Regions from separate parts of the Mus musculus genome. Here regions 2 and 3 are each linked to region 1. A link is a contact called in public promoter capture Hi-C data. All regions are on one chromosome and are shown on one strand. Each heading gives the region's core, a stretch centred on a gene start, on an enhancer-like site or on the middle of the called end of the contact. The rest is flanking DNA. Distances are from core to core; before and after follow the strand shown.

Region 1 (2,813 bases), core at 111-2,610:
CAGTAAACACCCGCAGGGGAGTCATGGTTAAGCAGTTGTCATCTTCACGGTTCAGGTCAAATGTGTAAGAGACTGGATATCCCAGGAGTATCCCAAATACAGTGCAGAGATTCCAGTCTGAGGAATGTAGCCTGGTGTAGGAGACTCCCTGAGACACATCTTTCTTAAGTCCTCGAAAACGTGTGATGACGTCAGCTATGAGAGATTTCAAGTCCGGGAGCTGGTCCACCGACCGGACAGAAGGATGAGGTTGGGAGCGGGAAACGTCCACGAAAGCTACAGTACCAAGCAGTGTCTGTTCCAAATGCTGACAGGCATACTCAGGACTGACAATAAAGTTATTCTCTCCAATCTCAAGAATGTGAAGTCCTGGCTCCAGGAAGCCCAGCCCCTGTAGTTCCTCCAGATAACTTTGGAGCGCCAATACTCCTGCAGAGTTGCAATCATAGAGTACAGCTGGCTTCAGCCCGCGGGCCACAGCCAGCACCTCTCCTGCCAGGTGAAGGCAGGTAGCTCGAGGTGGGCATTTTCTCTTGCCCATGCCCAGAGTCTGCTGAGCAGCTGCCACCAGCAGCTGAGGGCTTGGTGTTGACATAAGATCTGGAAGTTACATGACATATGGCCTCCTTAGCTAGCCACAGTTCCTTTCCCTGGGCCACACACAGTTCAGCTCCCAGCACTTGAGAAAGATCCTAGAAACAATATGGTAGGGGGAAATCGTTAATACTGTCAAGATGGGGTCACCAATGCTGCACCCCATTTCTCTGGCAGACTTAAGTTTACGAAATCGTCCTTCTAGTCACATTTACATTGTCTCTGGCTTCGATTCTAACTTTTACCTGGTGCAATTTATGCTCTGGGATTCAAACCTTACAGCAAAAGTTACCACTTCTCCCAAAACTGTCCAACTGGGACAGAACTCTGGGCTCTAAACTTCAGCGCCTGTAAGCTCTCCATTGCCAGCTCCTCAGACAGATCTCCACAGAGCGCTCACAGCAGCCTGATCAAACCAGCATAAGCTACAACGCGGAGTAATCACCGCCTCACCCTGCGACACTCAGGTAAGAGAAGCCGCTAGAACTGGGGCACGAGCCAGTTTAACACTTGCTGGACCCTCTTCCCTTCTAGGAAGGCACGCTCCCACCGCCACACCTACCCACACGTGCCTACGCGGTGGTAGACTAGTTACAAAAGGAAGCGCTCTGCCTCAAGACACTCGGCTAGCATTTCCGCCGCAGGTTCGGGGGCGCAGGAAGCCCTTCCGCCTGCCCGCCAGCGGCGTAGTGCCCTCCCACGCCCCACACTCGGTACTGTGAAAACCCGACAGTGTGTGCAGAAGCCCAGGGAAAGACAGCCTGACGTGCATGCGCACTGGCTTACTCCGCCTTTCCGTGACGTCATTTGAAAAGCAAACGCAAGCCAGAACCTTTGAAGAGGCTGCGGACGGAGTGGGAGGTAAAGCCACCTTAGACCCGCCCCTTCCGGTAGAGCCCCTGCGGGCGGGCCTTGCGAGGCGGAAGTGGAAGTGGGGGAGAAGCCGCTGGGACCGCCAGTTGTCAGTCCGCGGAATAAGGGACACCTCTCCTGTGGGCAATGCTGTAAAGCTTTATTTTGTATTATTATTTTTTTAATGTACCTAAATTCTGAACTTGACAGGTATGCCAAGGCCATGCATATTCACTCCTTTTTTAAAAATCGCCTTATTGTGTGGGCGTGCACAATGGCGCCCTGTCAGCTCTCGCTTCCACCTTGTAAGAGGGTCCGAGGTACTGAACTCAGGAAGCCAGCCTGCTGAGCAAGTGCCATTAACTGCTGAGCCAGTACTGTTGTACTATGTGTTGCAGGGGCTGGCCCGGAACGGGACTTCTCGTTCTCTGGTTTATGCCGCGTTGGGGATTGAGCTCTGGAATTCACGCGTGCCAAACACTACTAACTGTATGTCTGCAGCCTGAGTATTCACTCTCAGTGTGCCGAGGTACTGCATTGTACCTTCTTCATGGAGCTCAAAGCCCGAGAGTCCAGTTTGCTGATCATCTTATTTTAAAAGATTGATTTTTATTTCCATTCATAAGTTTGTGCAGGTGCCCAGGAAGCCAGAAAAGGGAGTAGGGTCACCTGGAGCTGAATAAGTTAAAAATATTGTGAGCTGCCTAACACGGGCTTTGGGAACGGAATTCAAATCTTTGGGAGAAAAAGCAGGTCTCATCTCTACAGCCACACTGTTGTGGTGGGGATTTGTTTGTTGAGACAATGTCTTGCTATGTATTCCTCAAACATGACAATCCTCCTGCCTCAGCCTCGGAAGTTCTGAGGTTAGAGTCTACCCTAATTGAATGATACCTCAAGGAGTTATCTATACCTCAAGGAGGATGGGCAAAACTAAGGAGGGGAACACCATCTAGGAAGCCAAAGGTGAGTTAACATCCTTACTGGCCGCTTCAAGGCCACCCATGCCCCTGACCATAACCTCTGACCCACTGCTTTGTAAGTAAACCTAATGGACTCCTTGGTACCCCAGATTGAACTTCGGTGGAACTGTACCCTCATCTGCCATTAGGACCTTAGAAAGTGCCTTGTTCCTTTCTCCAGAGAAGTCTTACAGCAGATAGGAAGGTCAAATGTTGACATAAGGAATTTGCCTATATCTTCTGTGAAGGAAATCTTAAGAAAACTCTAGCCTGGACAAATGGCCCCAAGTTATGGGCAGCAAAATGGAGACCCAGACTGGAGGTTTTACAGTGGTGCTATGCTGGTACCTTCATACCAAAAAGGACCAGCAGTGTGTTAAAGACAGACAGACAGTATGTAAGGAG
Region 2 (2,813 bases), core at 120-2,619, 100 kb before region 1:
TTTCTGGCCAGTTGGTTCCCCTTCCTCCCCGCCCCACCCCCTGCTTCAAGCCCTTTGGCCTACCTCTTTCCCTACTTTGTTAACTCAGGTACACCGATAGCCACAGCTAAATTATAGCCCACCCCACCCCCACCCAGGGGATCATATTTAATCTTAATCTAACCAGCTTCCAGAGAGTGTCCTCCGTCCTGGATCCCCACTCTAAGGGCACACTCTCCCAAACCTGAGAAGGGTGGCATGGAATCACTGTAAGAGGGTGAAATACTTTCATTACAGACAATTTTTTCCACGGGCCTTCTTTAAGGCTTACCGCCAATTTCACTTCTCAAGTAAACATAGAAGAGAAGGCAATTTGTGTGTGCGTGTGTGCATGTGTGTTGTGTACAAATATATATGACCCACACAGCCTAACACATACTAGGCAAGCACTCCACCACAAAACCACATCTATAACCCTCTATATTTTGATTTCTGACACAAAATCTCAGTTTATTCAGGTTATGCTCAAACTCACCATCCTCCTGCCTCTTGCTGGAATTACAGATATGTGCTTTGGGTTTAATAACTATTCCCTGTAATACAGAAATAACTATGGAAGCACCTTACTGAGGCTAATTTATTGTCCTCCCTCTCCCCCTCCCCCTCCCCTCCCCTCCCCTCCCCTCCCCCTCCCTCTCCCTCTCCATGTCTCTCTCTCTCTCTCTCTCTCTCACACACACACACACACACACACACACACACACACACCTCTATGCATTAGAAGAAACTCTCAAACCCTCAAAGAAAATCTTTCTATTAGGTAACTAGCAATGTTCCCGCTGTTCTCATGTCTTAGCAAAACCTAACAGCCAAGAAAGCAGCACTCTGGAAGAACATTCTACTCCCTGGAGGTACGGTTTTTCGATTTGGTTTGCCTGCTCACTGCAGGTTCCCTCTGTTGCCTTCCCTTCCACCCACACCCTCCCTGACTGGTGAGAGGTGACCTTTCTGAACGAAAACGAACCCCAGATTCCCTCATTAGGGTCTGTCTCTGTTCCTCCTGGACTACAGGGGAGCTTGGGCCAGGGAACAGAGCAACAGACAAGACTAGAAAGTGTGTCCTGTAAGGGAAGCACGCCACACCGTCACCTGGTGGTCTCCTCTTCAGCTGCACCCTGAAGTGGTGCCTTGGGCTTTCAGTTTTTGCAGCACCAGCGGGCTAGGGTCTCAGGGCGCACACAGCAGGGGCGTGCACTACTCGTGGTCACCTCCCTGGTCCCCCGCAGCGCCCCTCCCGTTCTTCCTTTCCACCCCTCCCCACCCCCACCCCACCCCACCCTCCCCCTCCACCACCACCCCCCGCTGCCACTCCCGCCCCGCTTCTCTTTCTGCAGTCAGGGCTCAGGCCAGTGAGCCAGGAGGCGGATCCCGGACAAAAGATATAAGGACTCTGTTCACAGAGCGCTGCAGCTGCGGAGTGTCCCTCCCAAAGAGCAGCAGCTGAGGGAAGAAGAACGCCAAAGCCAGTCTGACGCAAGGACGCCTGACCTTCTCCAGCAAGTGCTGCCTCTCTTCCCACTGCACCCTAGGTGAGCCTCCAGGCCCGGGAACCGAGGGTGGGCAAGAGACACCAGACCCCCTCCCCCAGCTGCCTTCTCCCCTGGGCTCGAGTTCCCCTAGTCAGCAGCCACCCCCTTTCTGTGTTTAGGGTTCCCTGTTCTCTGCTTCTTTCCCTCACCCGAACTCAACCCCATTCCTCTCTGCTAACTCTGCAGGCCCAGCCACCCACAGCCCAGAGCTCAGATGGAAAGTGTGCAGGAGCTGATCCCTCTGGCCAAGGAGATGATGGCGCAGAAGCCCCGAGGGAAGCTAGTGAAGCTATACGTGCTGGGCAGTGTGCTGGCGCTCTTCGGTGTGGTGCTCGGCCTAGTTGAGACGGTGTGCAGCCCTTTCACAGCCGCCAGCCGTCTGCGCGACCAAGAGGCTGCAGTGGTGGAGCTGCGGGAAGCGTGTGAACAGCAGTCCCTCCACAAGCAGGCCCTGCTGGCAGGAGGCAAGGCACAGGAGGCGACCCTGTGCAGCCGGGCCCTGTCCCTCCGGCAGCACGCCTCTTAAGGCCGGTGACTGACAGAGAAGGGAGACACAGATCATGACCCAGGTGGGCAACAGAGTCACATGCTGTTTCAAGGTGCCACCGAATCCAGAACTGACCCCACACAGATCACCTAAGGGGTCTGGGACTGATTTGCTGCTGTGCAGCACGCACTGTGATTTGCCCTAGGCTGTGCGAGCAATCAAGGAGCTATCACTTTGCATTAGAGAAGGAGACAGGCTTTTTATACAGTTATTTTTATTGTTATTATTATTATTGCAATGACTATCGTTTTGCATTTTGAAATAAAAACCTTTTATACTCTATCTCATTATTTAATTCTTGGGAGGTGAGATGACTCTCTCACCCAGAACTGTGGCTAGTCCTGCTTCATACCTGGGGCTTGAATACTGCCTGGCACAAGACAGTTCTACTCACACAAGAGTGAAACTCTAAACATGGTACAGGAGTTAGCATTTTTTGGATCACAAGATAAATCAATTTCTGACCTTGAGTGAGAGAGAGAGAGAGAGAGAGAGAACCAGTGGATTTCTAGAGCAAAGAAAAAGTTATTTGTCTTTTACTCCATTGTGCTGGAGATTCCTATGGCTGATCTCTCTGCTTAAATATTAGAGTGAGGAGGAGAGGAGACAGGGAAGGGAAGGAGAGGAGGGGAGGAGGTTGGAAGAACAGAGAGAAAGAAAGACAGAAGGAAGAGTGGGGAAGAAGGGAAGAGAAAGAG
Region 3 (2,813 bases), core at 185-2,684, 69 kb before region 1:
CTCCAAACTCTGAATGATTCAGATCTTTCCCATCGTTGATCCCCAATCTCTCCTCATAGGCCAGACACTCATTCTTGACATTCCAGCTTCTCTACATGCTCTGCAGTTACTCACAGTTCAGGATTGGCTTTGTTCTGGGTGATTTTCATGACACGGGTGGCAAGTTTTAAGCTGAAAAACTTAACTGTGGTGTGTCTTTAACTCTTTGAGGATTATTCTTTAATAAAATCTTGCTACACATAAAAGAAGGTGATTATTTCTGCCTTGTCATAACGACACATTTTTAATTGCTAGAGTGTCTCTTGTCTTGATGCTCCTGTTGGATCGTTTTTTACCTGGGACTTGGATGCTCTATGCTAGTTTTACTTCAAGTACATCCCTTGGAACTTTATGGCAACAGGTATGGAATCCCAACTCTTTGGGAGGCTGAGGCAGGAGGATCGCAAGTCTGAGGCTACAGAGCAAGTTCCAGGCAAGCCTGATCAACTTAACTGAGACCCAGACTCAAAGTAGAGGTCAAAAGGTTAGCACTGCAGCTTATGAGCGAGCAGTGTGGCTATAGCCAAAGATGGTCTAGATCTTCTAGTCTGGCCTCCTTTTCTCAGCATCCTCTTCTGTTCCTCGCTGCTCCACAGCATTTGCATAACCCAGTTTAACAACCTGCTGCCTTTCTTCCCGTTTTGGGGCCCATTGTTCCTTCTTCATTCTCTGTTAAAGTAATAAGGGTGAGCTCCCTTGCACTTGCCTGAGAGTCTTGAACTGAGCTTGGGTTTCCCGCCATCTGGGTCTGGCTGGGTTGCAACTTCTCTTTGATGTTGTAATGCTTTTTCATTGAACTGGAGTGTGGGGCTTATATGGCTTGTTTGCTTTATTCTTTTTTCTCCTAAGACATGCACATTTTTTTTCCCTTGAGCTTATTTTGCTGTTTTGTGTTCTTATTTTTAATTGCTTCTGACTGGGGAGTGGGGCCAAGGGTGAGATTTGGCTTGAGTTTAGCTCTATTTGATATCATTCATATTTCCCCAAAGCCCCACATGCTCAGGGGTTCTTAGGTGCTGTTTCTCTCTGTGTGTATCTCTGTCTCTGTCTCTCTTTCTCTCCCTCCCTCCCTCTCTTTCTCCCTTCCTCCTTCCCTCCCTTGCTCTGCCCTCTCCCCCTCCCTCCCTGACAAGCCATTCTTGCAAGGCCATTCTGCCGTGTGCAAAGGATGTCGCAGTAGGAGATGCTCAGGAACCCAGCCCTGCACAGTCATGAGCCTGGCCATCTGGAAGTTGCCTCTTACTCAATGAAATGGAGTAAACATTGTCCATTATGAAATCCACCACGCAGGCTGCCAGGGACGAATGGGATCCCACCCAAAGCCAATCGTTGCTCTGACAGGGAAGTTGGCTAGTGCTGCCTGAGACTACTCCAGCCTCCCCCGTCCCTGATGTCACAATTCAGAGGCTGCTGCCTGCCTGGGAGGTTGTAGAAAGCTCTGCAGGTTTTCTTCGTGTGTCCTACAGGGCGCCCTGAGCCAGGTCCCTGTTTGATGGCAGTTATGAAAAATTACCTCCTCCCGATCCTGGTGCTCTTCCTGGCCTACTACTACTATTCTACAAATGAAGAGTTCAGACCAGGTGAGTACCACTGTGTCTCATTTGGAGAAACAGGCTTAAAACACAGAGGTGCTGGAATGTTCCTAAAGTTCTAGCTGTGTTCTTGATCCCTACATCACTGATTCAAACCCTAATGTTGAATCTGTAACCCTGTATCCTCCAGCCACAGACTGTGGGCAGGAGAGGACTGGGAGGGGGTGAGCCTTACAGCCAAGGAGGTCATGCTTTGCTGGACCTACAGCATGGAAAGTGATGTCAGATCTACAGAAGGGAAGGTAGTACCCAGACACAGGGCTCATCCAGATAGCTGTGTTCCATGGAGATACTGATAGCCGAGAATCAAAAAAAAAAAAAAAAAGGGTTATGAAGTTGATGACTAAGTAGATGGGCTGAAATCTCTGTGAACACATTTTGTGATGCTCTTTTAAATTCCCTTTCAAGTTAGCAAAATTAGATTATGACAAAAGGGTTGAACTTGGGTACTTTCACCAAACTCTGACCTCTCTGGCCTTGTCTCTATGATCTCTGCGTGTGGAGATTTTTAGAAATGATAGCAGGATGGCTCGGCTCTGGACATCCAGGCCAAACCCATGTTTGAGAGCCTGTTTATGAATAACCGCAAGTGCAGCTTCAGTGGTTACAGCATGAGATAAAATGATCTGGGCTCACAACCTCTAAGTATGGAAAGCAAGACAAGGCTTTGGGGACACTCACGGCTTCTGTGGTTCCCCAGAAATGCTCCAGGGAAAGAAAGTGATTGTCACTGGGGCCAGCAAAGGGATTGGAAGAGAAATGGCATATCATCTGTCAAAAATGGGAGCCCATGTGGTATTGACTGCCAGGTCGGAGGAAGGTCTCCAGAAGGTGAGTGTTCTGTGTCCCCCTTATAGTCTCACACTTAATGTACAAAGTCTTGCCCCCCCACCCAATACACACACACACACACACACACACACACACACACACTTGCATGTGTTTGGTGTTGGTAGCCACAGAGTTCTTTGACTGTGTATGTTCATAGTTGTACCTGTTCATACACATTGCCCTTGTGCAGATACATGTATTCAGAGACTGGGGTTCCTGTATCTGCTCATGCATTTATTTATGTTGGCATGCCCCATAGTCTCACAAGTTTGAGAGCCCTAGGTCATACAACACTCAAACTCCGATCTACCCACATAGAAACAAGCACCCACACCCACAATGCATTTGGAA

What was found. Promoter capture Hi-C pulls out the DNA fragments that hold promoters and counts their contacts. Capture Hi-C pulls out chosen DNA fragments and counts their contacts.
Region 2: a contact with region 1 is called in a promoter capture Hi-C map of second pharyngeal arch cranial neural crest. The contact joins the promoter of G0s2 here to the promoter of A130010J15Rik in region 1. A contact is called at or near these places in 5 of 39 promoter capture datasets (cranial neural crest, frontonasal cranial neural crest, liver and 2 more), 1 of 484 Hi-C or Micro-C datasets (liver), 3 of 115 datasets of contacts at active chromatin or transcription factors (effector CD8 T cells, hepatocytes and stem cell-derived neural progenitor cells) and 3 of 9 other capture datasets (adipose tissue, liver and pancreatic islet).
Region 3: a contact with region 1 is called in a promoter capture Hi-C map of liver. The contact joins the promoter of Hsd11b1 here to the promoter of A130010J15Rik in region 1. A contact is called at or near these places in 1 of 39 promoter capture datasets (macrophages), 5 of 484 Hi-C or Micro-C datasets (liver, muscle stem cells and uterus) and 3 of 9 other capture datasets (adipose tissue, liver and pancreatic islet).

The regions. Positions count from the first base shown.
Region 1 is chr1:193,172,124-193,174,936 of GRCm38.p6, reverse strand. A130010J15Rik (RIKEN cDNA A130010J15 gene) reads right to left here and starts at 1,360. Exons shown (of 2, transcript NM_181048.3): 1 at 1,157-1,360; 2 at 1-692. The coding sequence starts at 595.
Region 2 is chr1:193,271,744-193,274,556 of GRCm38.p6, reverse strand. It overlaps G0s2 (G0/G1 switch gene 2), which reads left to right and starts at 1,369. Exons shown (of 2, transcript NM_008059.3): 1 at 1,369-1,568; 2 at 1,755-2,397. The coding sequence starts at 1,783. The coding sequence ends at 2,094.
Region 3 is chr1:193,240,981-193,243,793 of GRCm38.p6, reverse strand. Hsd11b1 (hydroxysteroid 11-beta dehydrogenase 1) reads left to right here and starts at 1,434. Exons shown (of 6, transcript NM_001044751.1): 1 at 1,434-1,619; 2 at 2,332-2,462. The coding sequence starts at 1,532.